Linked DNA regions of Hordeum vulgare: region 2 is linked to region 1. Evidence: chromatin contacts called from public Hi-C data. All regions are on one chromosome and are shown on one strand. The core of a region is the stretch at or near the end of the contact, and the rest is flanking DNA. Distances in the headings are between cores, read along the strand shown. Region 1 overlaps LOC123444954 (metal tolerance protein 5). Region 2 holds the start of LOC123440549.

Region 1 (3,897 bases), core at 1,002-3,501:
GAGTGTTTGGAGATTGAGAAATGAGTTTTGTTTCTAGGGACGCACATGAAGAGGGTTGGGCTACGGCCTTATCAAACTAAAAGGAATCTTGTAATGCTGGATGGCTCCGTGCGACGCTGTCTAGGCAGATCTCCTTCGATGCTTCGTCCTCCTGCTGGACAAACATCGGGAAGAGCTCATGAAGATAGGCTGGGCCTGATCGGTGATTGGATTCATGTACTGGCTTGACATAGGAAAATGTAATAAATCTGTACTAGATCTTTGATCAGGTCTTCGATACCTCCTACTGTGCCCTTTGGCGGTTGTTTTAGATTGATCCAGACATCTATGTGGTTTTGCCTGGATCTTTTGATTTGCTTTCTACTCCCTCTGTTTCTAAATATAAGTCATTTTAGAGATTTCACTAGAGGACTACATACGGAGCAAAAGGAATGAATCTATACTCTAAAATATATCTACATACATCCATATGTAGTCCAATAATGGAACCTCTAAAAAGAATTATATTTAGTAGCTGGTAGTAGGCTATGAACTGATCGTCTTTGTTTCTCGTTGCTGCTTCATCAATAAAATAAGGCTGGGAAACCCCTCTTTCAAAAAAAAAATGTTCATTGTATCCTCGACGCCCACTGTGAAAACTTCACTGGCTGGCCAGCGGCCAGTGATGGGAAATCATCAGTGATCAGCCAAACAGCATGTCTCACAGGGACAGAGATCAGGTGACATGTACGTTTTGCATGTCATCGTTTTGCATGTCATCGTGTGCCTTACTGCCTAAATTCAAATTTAAACACTACTAAAAAATCTGAAAAAAAACATGCATGTTCACAGCACATATTAAGATAACCCCTAAAAAATTCAGATCAAAATTCGAAATATACATCGAGAAACAAAAAAGAGAAATCTCTCATGAATAGTTCGCGAATGGTTCTCTGTAGGCTATTCACATCTGAGTTTCTCTTTTTTGTTTCTCGATGTATGTTTCGAATTTTGATCTGAACATATTAAGAGTTATCTTAATATGTGTTGTGAACATGCATGATTTTTTTTAAAGTTTTTTACAATGTTTAAATTTAAATTTAGACCGCAAGACACACGGTGACATGCAAACGTGATCTCTGTCCGTTTCACAGTCCGAGGTATATCAGCGATGATATCTTTTGGCCGATACTGAAATACATATGCAACGTCGGTGAGATGACAACTTAGAAAGGCACAATCAACATGGGCATCGCCATATCTGGCACAGTCCCAGGTAAATCAGCGATGATATCTTTTGGCCGATACTGAAATACATATGCAACGTAGGTGGCATGACAACTTAGAAAGGCACAATCAACATGGGCATCGCCATATCTGTCACTCCAGTATGCGCATTTCAATTAGGGGCGTTCACCGGGTGATTTTTAAAAATTATCCGTCACCTAGTTAGCCGTCAGATGCCGATCTAACGTCCCGCATCTCCGCTGCATGGTCAGTAGTTATTTCCTGAAACGACGCTCAAGTTACGGAAACTTTCGCTTTGTCGCAAGAAATAAACTTTGGATCCGTTAATTCCTGAAACAACGGTCAAGTTTCAAAAACAATTTGCTTGTTACAGATTTTTTTTTCTTCGTCTTCAGGAATTTTTGCAACGAAAGTCACGTTGCAGAAGCACTACCCAGTCGGGATCCATGCTCGACGGAGAGTCAGGCACGCGAGCTCGCCTTGGGATGCTGCAGGAACAAGCAGGGAAGCTCCCCGACGACGGGATCTGACCAGGGAAGGCGAGATGCCGATCTAACGTCCCGCATCTCCGCCGCATGGTCAGTAGTTATTTCCTGAAACGACGCTCAAATTACGGAAACTTTCGCTTTGCCGCAAGAAATAAACTTTGGATCCGTTAATTCCTGAAACAACGGTCGAGTTTCAAAAACAATTTGCTTGTTACAGATTTTTTTTTCTTCGTCTTCAGGAATTTTTGCAACGAAAGTCACGTTGCAGAAGCACTACCCAGTCGGGATCCATGCTTGACGGAGAGTCAGGCACGCGAGCTCGCCTTGGGATGCTGCAGGAACGAGCAGGGAAGCTCCCCGGCGACGGGATCTGACCAGGGAAGGCGGCGTGGTCCCGTTGCTTGCCGGACTGGAGAGGAGGCTGGTCCCGTTGCTTGCCGGACTGGAGAGGAGGCTGGTCCCGTTGCTTGCCGGACTGGAGAGGAGGCTGGTCCCGTTGCTTGCCAGACTGGAGAGGAGGCGGCCAGCGAGCTCTTGGCTTGATCCAGTGGAAGTCGATCGTCTCCACGCCTGGGTTCCCTCCTTTTGCGGTCAACTACTTCTAAGCTGCATGAACAAATTGTTTTAGGAAAACGGTCACGGCTCGTCCGTCCGGCCACGTGGCAAACAAAGGTGGCAGTGGACGCGATAGCAGAATCAGCCGGCTGGAAGGTAACGTTTCCCTTTCAATTGAGTGCTGCACCCGCAGGTTTTTCCGCGAGGCTGACGAACAGCTGATTTCTGAAACCATTGACGCTAAAAATAAACAGCTTCAGCCTTTAATCTGTACAGAGCTGCACCCACTGCCTGAACCTGAAGCTACTTGTCATGGGACAGAGCGTGCTCGGGCCGATGTGTGAACTCATAGTCGAGGTGGACGAAGGCGCGCTCGATCTCGGGCAGGCACTCCAGCTTCTCCTGCAGGGCCTCACCGATGTCGTGCGCCTCCTTCAGCGGCATGCCCGCCGGCAGCACAATGTCCACCTCCACAAAGTAGTGCGAGCCGAACGTGTAGGCGCGCACCGTGTCGATGTGCCTCACGGCCTTGTGGTGGTTCCAGCATAGGTAGGTCAGCTTCTGAAGGTACTCTGGCGAAGCCGACTGCCCGACAAGCGAGTGAACGTTTTCCAGCACCGTCATCGACCATGTCCTGATGGTGTAGATTGCTAGCTGCAAATGAAGAACCAACTCATGATTAATATTTTTCTCTGAAAATCAACTGTTAATTTCAAAATAGCACACTGTCCGCTCTTTCACTCGTGTTATTCGGTTGTCGTCATTTTTGGAGCCAGGCAACTGAAGGAAGTGATCAATATTGGGATGCAGCTTCGGATACAGAAGGAAGAAGAGATCAATTGCCATGAAAATAAGACAGAAGAGAGGGAAGGGGAACCACTTACAATAATTGCACCGACTGGGTCGATCCATCCTTCAAAATAATTTGCTAGTAGTGCAGCCACAAGACCAATTATATTAGTGATCACATCGAAAATGTGATCCTGTGCATAAGCCTTGACAATTTCATTGGTGAATGTGCGGCAATATAAAGCCAGGGCAAGTTTCACCAGCGTCACTGAGAGCATGATGTCCACAACCCACTTTTCCTGCTCATTTGTCAAACTGAATTCACCTCCCTAGAAAATGATAGGATAATATGAGCAAACAAAATTTATAATGGAAGAACTAAAGTTTGTATCTAAGAGTCATAGTTCCAGAGTAAGGGATACATAGATGTGGTTCAAAAGGGAACTGCGCAGGAACAAAGGTTTTGCAAACTATATTGATAAAAAAGGTACTCCCAGACCTACATTTTTCAGAGGGAACTGTGCAGCAACAACAGTGGTTCAAAAGGGAGAATTTCAGAAGCTCACATTACAGCTGCCATGGCCTACATTTAGCTAATTATTTGCCAGACCAAAAAAAAAAAGAGAATGTGATAAGTCCGGGTACAACGTAACAAGAAAAGGTTTAGTAGGAAAAGTATAGTGCTTATAGCAAAATCTTTATTTTCTTTTAAGGAGCAGAGTTGGCAAAAGCACACTGGTCATGGCAACTGGGAAACTTAACTAGCCAAAATCAACACAAGGCTTCTGTCTTCACAATAAGGATACAGATCAAGGCTTTGACGAAGAATTACTCTATT
Region 2 (3,897 bases), core at 754-3,253, 73 kb before region 1:
ATCATAATTCACCTTTTTATCCATGGCATTGTGTATTGTTCCATTCTCACTGACATACTTGTCCCTCCATATTAAGAACATTGGATGTTTGGATAATTCAAGGCTAGAACGACACAACGGTAGAGAAATGGGATGTATTAGATGGTTTTTTCATATGTCCAACCTTCCTTATACAAGTGTAGTCTCAACTCTATTGGAGCTACAAGTAACAAGAAGGATCGCATTGAGGGAGGCTACTATAAGACATGTGAAGGATTATTGATTTGGCTATGTTGGGATAGGGACATTTGTGGCATCGACAATACAAGTCAATGAAGTCAAGGGCCAGGCAACGCCGAACAATTAGGATGGTTTATGACATTTTTCTATGCTTTCTGCCATAGGGGGTGGTTTAGTATGGTCAATGTCAAGAGAACGCATGAATTCAAAAAATAGTGGACCATGATATAATGGAACACTACTCTGGTAGAACACATCGCTTGAAGCTTACAATTTTGCTAACTTACCAAGGAGACTATTTTCCTGTTTTGGGTGGAAATTTGGCTGCTCCTTTGAGTTGGAAATTATTCCATCTATACAAACGTTGTTGTATAGCTTCTTTGGACAACGGGATATTGGAAATGTAAGAATAGATATAAGAAAAGACGACCCAAATGTCATGTGTTATACATACAAAATCCAACAACATTTTCAAACACAAGAATTTATAGTGGTGCCTCTGGATAGTCCAAACAAAATAAGCAATAACATTTAGAGGAACTAGGAGAGGAAGAGAGAGTCGAGAGAGGTAGAGTTTTTTAGATCATGTTAATTGGATTTCCTATTGAATTGACGCATAGGAGGAATACATTCTGTAGGGTTTTAATTTCAAATACATATGAGAACCAGGCATAAGTAGGTTCCTTGTGGTGGAACGTGCCCATCTAGGTTCAATCCCCACCTAGGTTTAAATCCTAGACTTGGCACGGGTGCTTAGATATTCCAAAATTTATTTTAGTCATTTTGACACTATTATTTCAGGTTTAATCTCTCCGGGTGCTCAAGAAAGTACGGTGTGCATGCACGCATTCATAACAGTGGGTGTACAGTTAGCACATACGTTTGTATTGTGTTTCTAAGAAAATCAAGATTTCATAATCTAAAGGGCCCTCACATGATAATGAAATCCTTAAGACTGGATTTCTCCAAATTTTAGTAAATAGGATCGTTAAAAAAGCATCTATAGTGTGTGAAAAACAAAATATAACGATTTCTTAGACCAGTTAAGTGAAATCCATATGAGATCCCGATGTTTGTACTAGTTGGACCCCACTCACCCAAGTTCATCAATTGTCCCCGAGTTTCTTTTTCTTTCCTGATCTTAGTACTTTGATGTCCGCGAAATGGTCGAATTTTTTCAAACCATGCAGGAGAACTGCATGTATTGAACTAAACGTGGACAAAAATAGGTGTTTACAACCGTGGTTACATCTTACATGACCAGCATCAAAGCCATTAGAAACCTAAGGGGAAACAGCACCTAAAAGTAAAATGAGGAAAAATTGTACGAAACTGAGAAGCGACCACAACTGGCGACTTTGCAGACTCTGGCCTCATCTTTCACTCGATCTACGAATCTTTGGAGCGGCGTGAATCTATTAAAATGGCCGCAATCTTGATGGATTTTGGTGAGCTACGACCGAACGGGTGGGAATTGATAAAAGGCAAGAAAATGCCGCGCTTTCTCTGCCCTTTATTTCGGAGGACCGCGCATCGGACGGTCCCAAAACCCCCATTTCGCGTGGAAGGGACGGTGGATCGACCAAACCATGCCGAAACAAAACGAGAGCCGGACGGACAGAGAAGAGAGGGTAAGGCAGAGTGGCGCGGCGGGCCCCAAAAAATCCCCGCCATCACCTCTGGACGAATGGGGATGGCGCGCCCACGTGACCGCGCAGCCCCCACACGCTGACATGTCCCTCTCCTAGCTCCCCCTCGCCTATTTCTACCTCCCTACACCGCCGGTGGTGTTACCTGTCACGCTCCCGTCAGTTCACTCCCCGCGATCCCGGCCGGACGCCATTAGCAACAGCCACCACAGCTGCTCTCAGCGGGCGGGCTTCGATCGGCTTCTAGCTATCTCTCCTGTCCTGAGGAAGCTCTACCACCTGCTCTTCCCTGAATTGGGTCTTGGTGCGCTCGTCGACCGGATCGCCATGGCCGACGACTCGTCGTCCCCGGCGTCCTACATCCGGCTGGTACGTTCGCGCAGCATGACGGTGATCTGATTGAGAACCTATCTGCACACGCCATTTTCCTATTGCTGATTCAGGATTGGCCATGTGTGTGCTGCATCCGCATCCGCGGCGGCGTGCATGCAGGTGCAGCATCTGATCGAGAAGTGCATCTGCTACGACATGGACAAGGAGGAATGCGTGCAGGCGCTGGAGAAGCACGCCAACATCATGCCCGCCGTCACGTCCACTGGTAATGCCTCCGTCCACCCCTCGCATTGCTTTGATCGGCGGCTTCGATGGTTACGAGGCGTAGACACGCAGAGTTTGCCATCGATCGCTCCACTGCCTTAATTTCTGGCATTTGCGTATCTGCATCACTGCATGCATGCAGAGGAAGGGAGATGTTCTTCCGCCCTACGTTCTAGATGGGATGGGCCTAGCTAGAAATTCTTTGAGGGTTTGCATCTCCGGGCTAAGCAAGGCTAGCTAGCTAGCTTTGATCGATCAGCAATTCAGCATGTTAAGTTGTTTAGCCAGTAAGGGGCTTATGGATTCAGATGTCCTGAATTAAGACTTCTAACGATCTGCTGTACGTGGGCAACAGTGTGGAAGGAGCTGGAGAAGGAGAACAGGGAGTTCTTCGAGACGTACAAGAAGGACCGAGGCGGTGAGTCGCCGTCGCACAAGGGCAGTCCCTCAGACCAGGCGTCCACCTCAAGGAACACAGACGACAACGACAACAACGACAACGACGACTAGAGGCCGACGGGATCCATGCATATATGCACAAAACTAAAATATACAGTATGATGGTGTGTGTGTAAATAAATCGTAGCTAGCCACGCCACGGACGTACCCCTGCCGCTCAGCTCCAGCCGGATGATCCACCGAGCAGCAAGCATACATTCAGCCGGTTGGTCCAAAATCGAAAAGATTCAGAATCACCAATCCACCGGGGCGTCTCGAATCTTGTATGCATACTAGTATGCCATGTTGTAAACGTGGAGGTGGGAAATAGACGTCCGGTGGAGACGACCAGACGTACGCGCGCGCGTTTGCGGCCTGTAATTTGTACCCATCTGTACATACCCCCACATCTACATGTGAGCGGCGACTAGCTTGTTGCTGTCAAAAGGAAAGCTGGTCCTGTCCCATTCTGATCTTTGGGTGGCTTTTTCTACGTACTCTTTCTTTCTCTCTCTCTCTCCCCCCACGGGCTGGGCTGCGCGCGTCAACCGGACCCTTCGAATGATCAGTGACGTGTCGAACAGAAAAAACAGAAGAAAAAGAAGTCATCCAAACCCCTTATATCGTTCATATATATCTGAACTGTTCGCAAACCCTCACATTCATCTTAAATATGGAGTGGATATTAGGATTCACGGACGCGGACAATCCGTCAACCCCACACCAGACCATCCTTTTCTTTTCTTTATTTATTATTTTCTTTCTCTTTCTTCTCCTCCACCAATCACATGCAAGTGATCGAACATATAAGAAAAATGAGGAGTATGGCTACGCGGACAGACAAATATGAGACACGTCCGGTCACTGACCGGGCGCGTTCGCGGATGTTTGAGGGGCACGATTTGCAAGATCTGCCTGTACCGGACTTTATAAACTCTCTCAACCATCTGGACAAACCGTCCAATCACTTGTCGATCATAAAAACAATTCATAA

Evidence for each region. A called contact is a pair of places that touch in the nucleus more often than the background predicts.
Region 2: a Hi-C map of leaf shows a contact between it and region 1, with 4 times the contacts expected there. The contact joins the promoter of LOC123440549 here to the enhancer-like site in region 1. A contact is called at or near these places in 2 of 6 Hi-C or Micro-C datasets (leaf and seedling).

What each region holds. Positions count from the first base shown.
Region 1 is chr3H:551,896,040-551,899,936 of MorexV3_pseudomolecules_assembly, reverse strand. It overlaps LOC123444954 (metal tolerance protein 5), which reads right to left. Exons shown (of 6, transcript XM_045121848.1): 5 at 3,155-3,388; 6 at 2,421-2,924. The coding sequence ends at 2,574. Among protein-coding and RNA genes, the nearest start is that of LOC123444954, 6.4 kb to the right of the region's middle. Within about 2 kb of position 2,251, at least 2 of the 3 cell types and tissues checked have open chromatin away from gene starts, as enhancers often do. A contact at or near this core is called in leaf, where this site is marked.
Region 2 is chr3H:551,968,951-551,972,847 of MorexV3_pseudomolecules_assembly, reverse strand. It overlaps LOC123440549, which reads left to right and starts at 2,003. Exons shown (of 3, transcript XM_045117114.1): 1 at 2,003-2,237; 2 at 2,361-2,466; 3 at 2,821-3,378. The coding sequence starts at 2,196. The coding sequence ends at 2,975.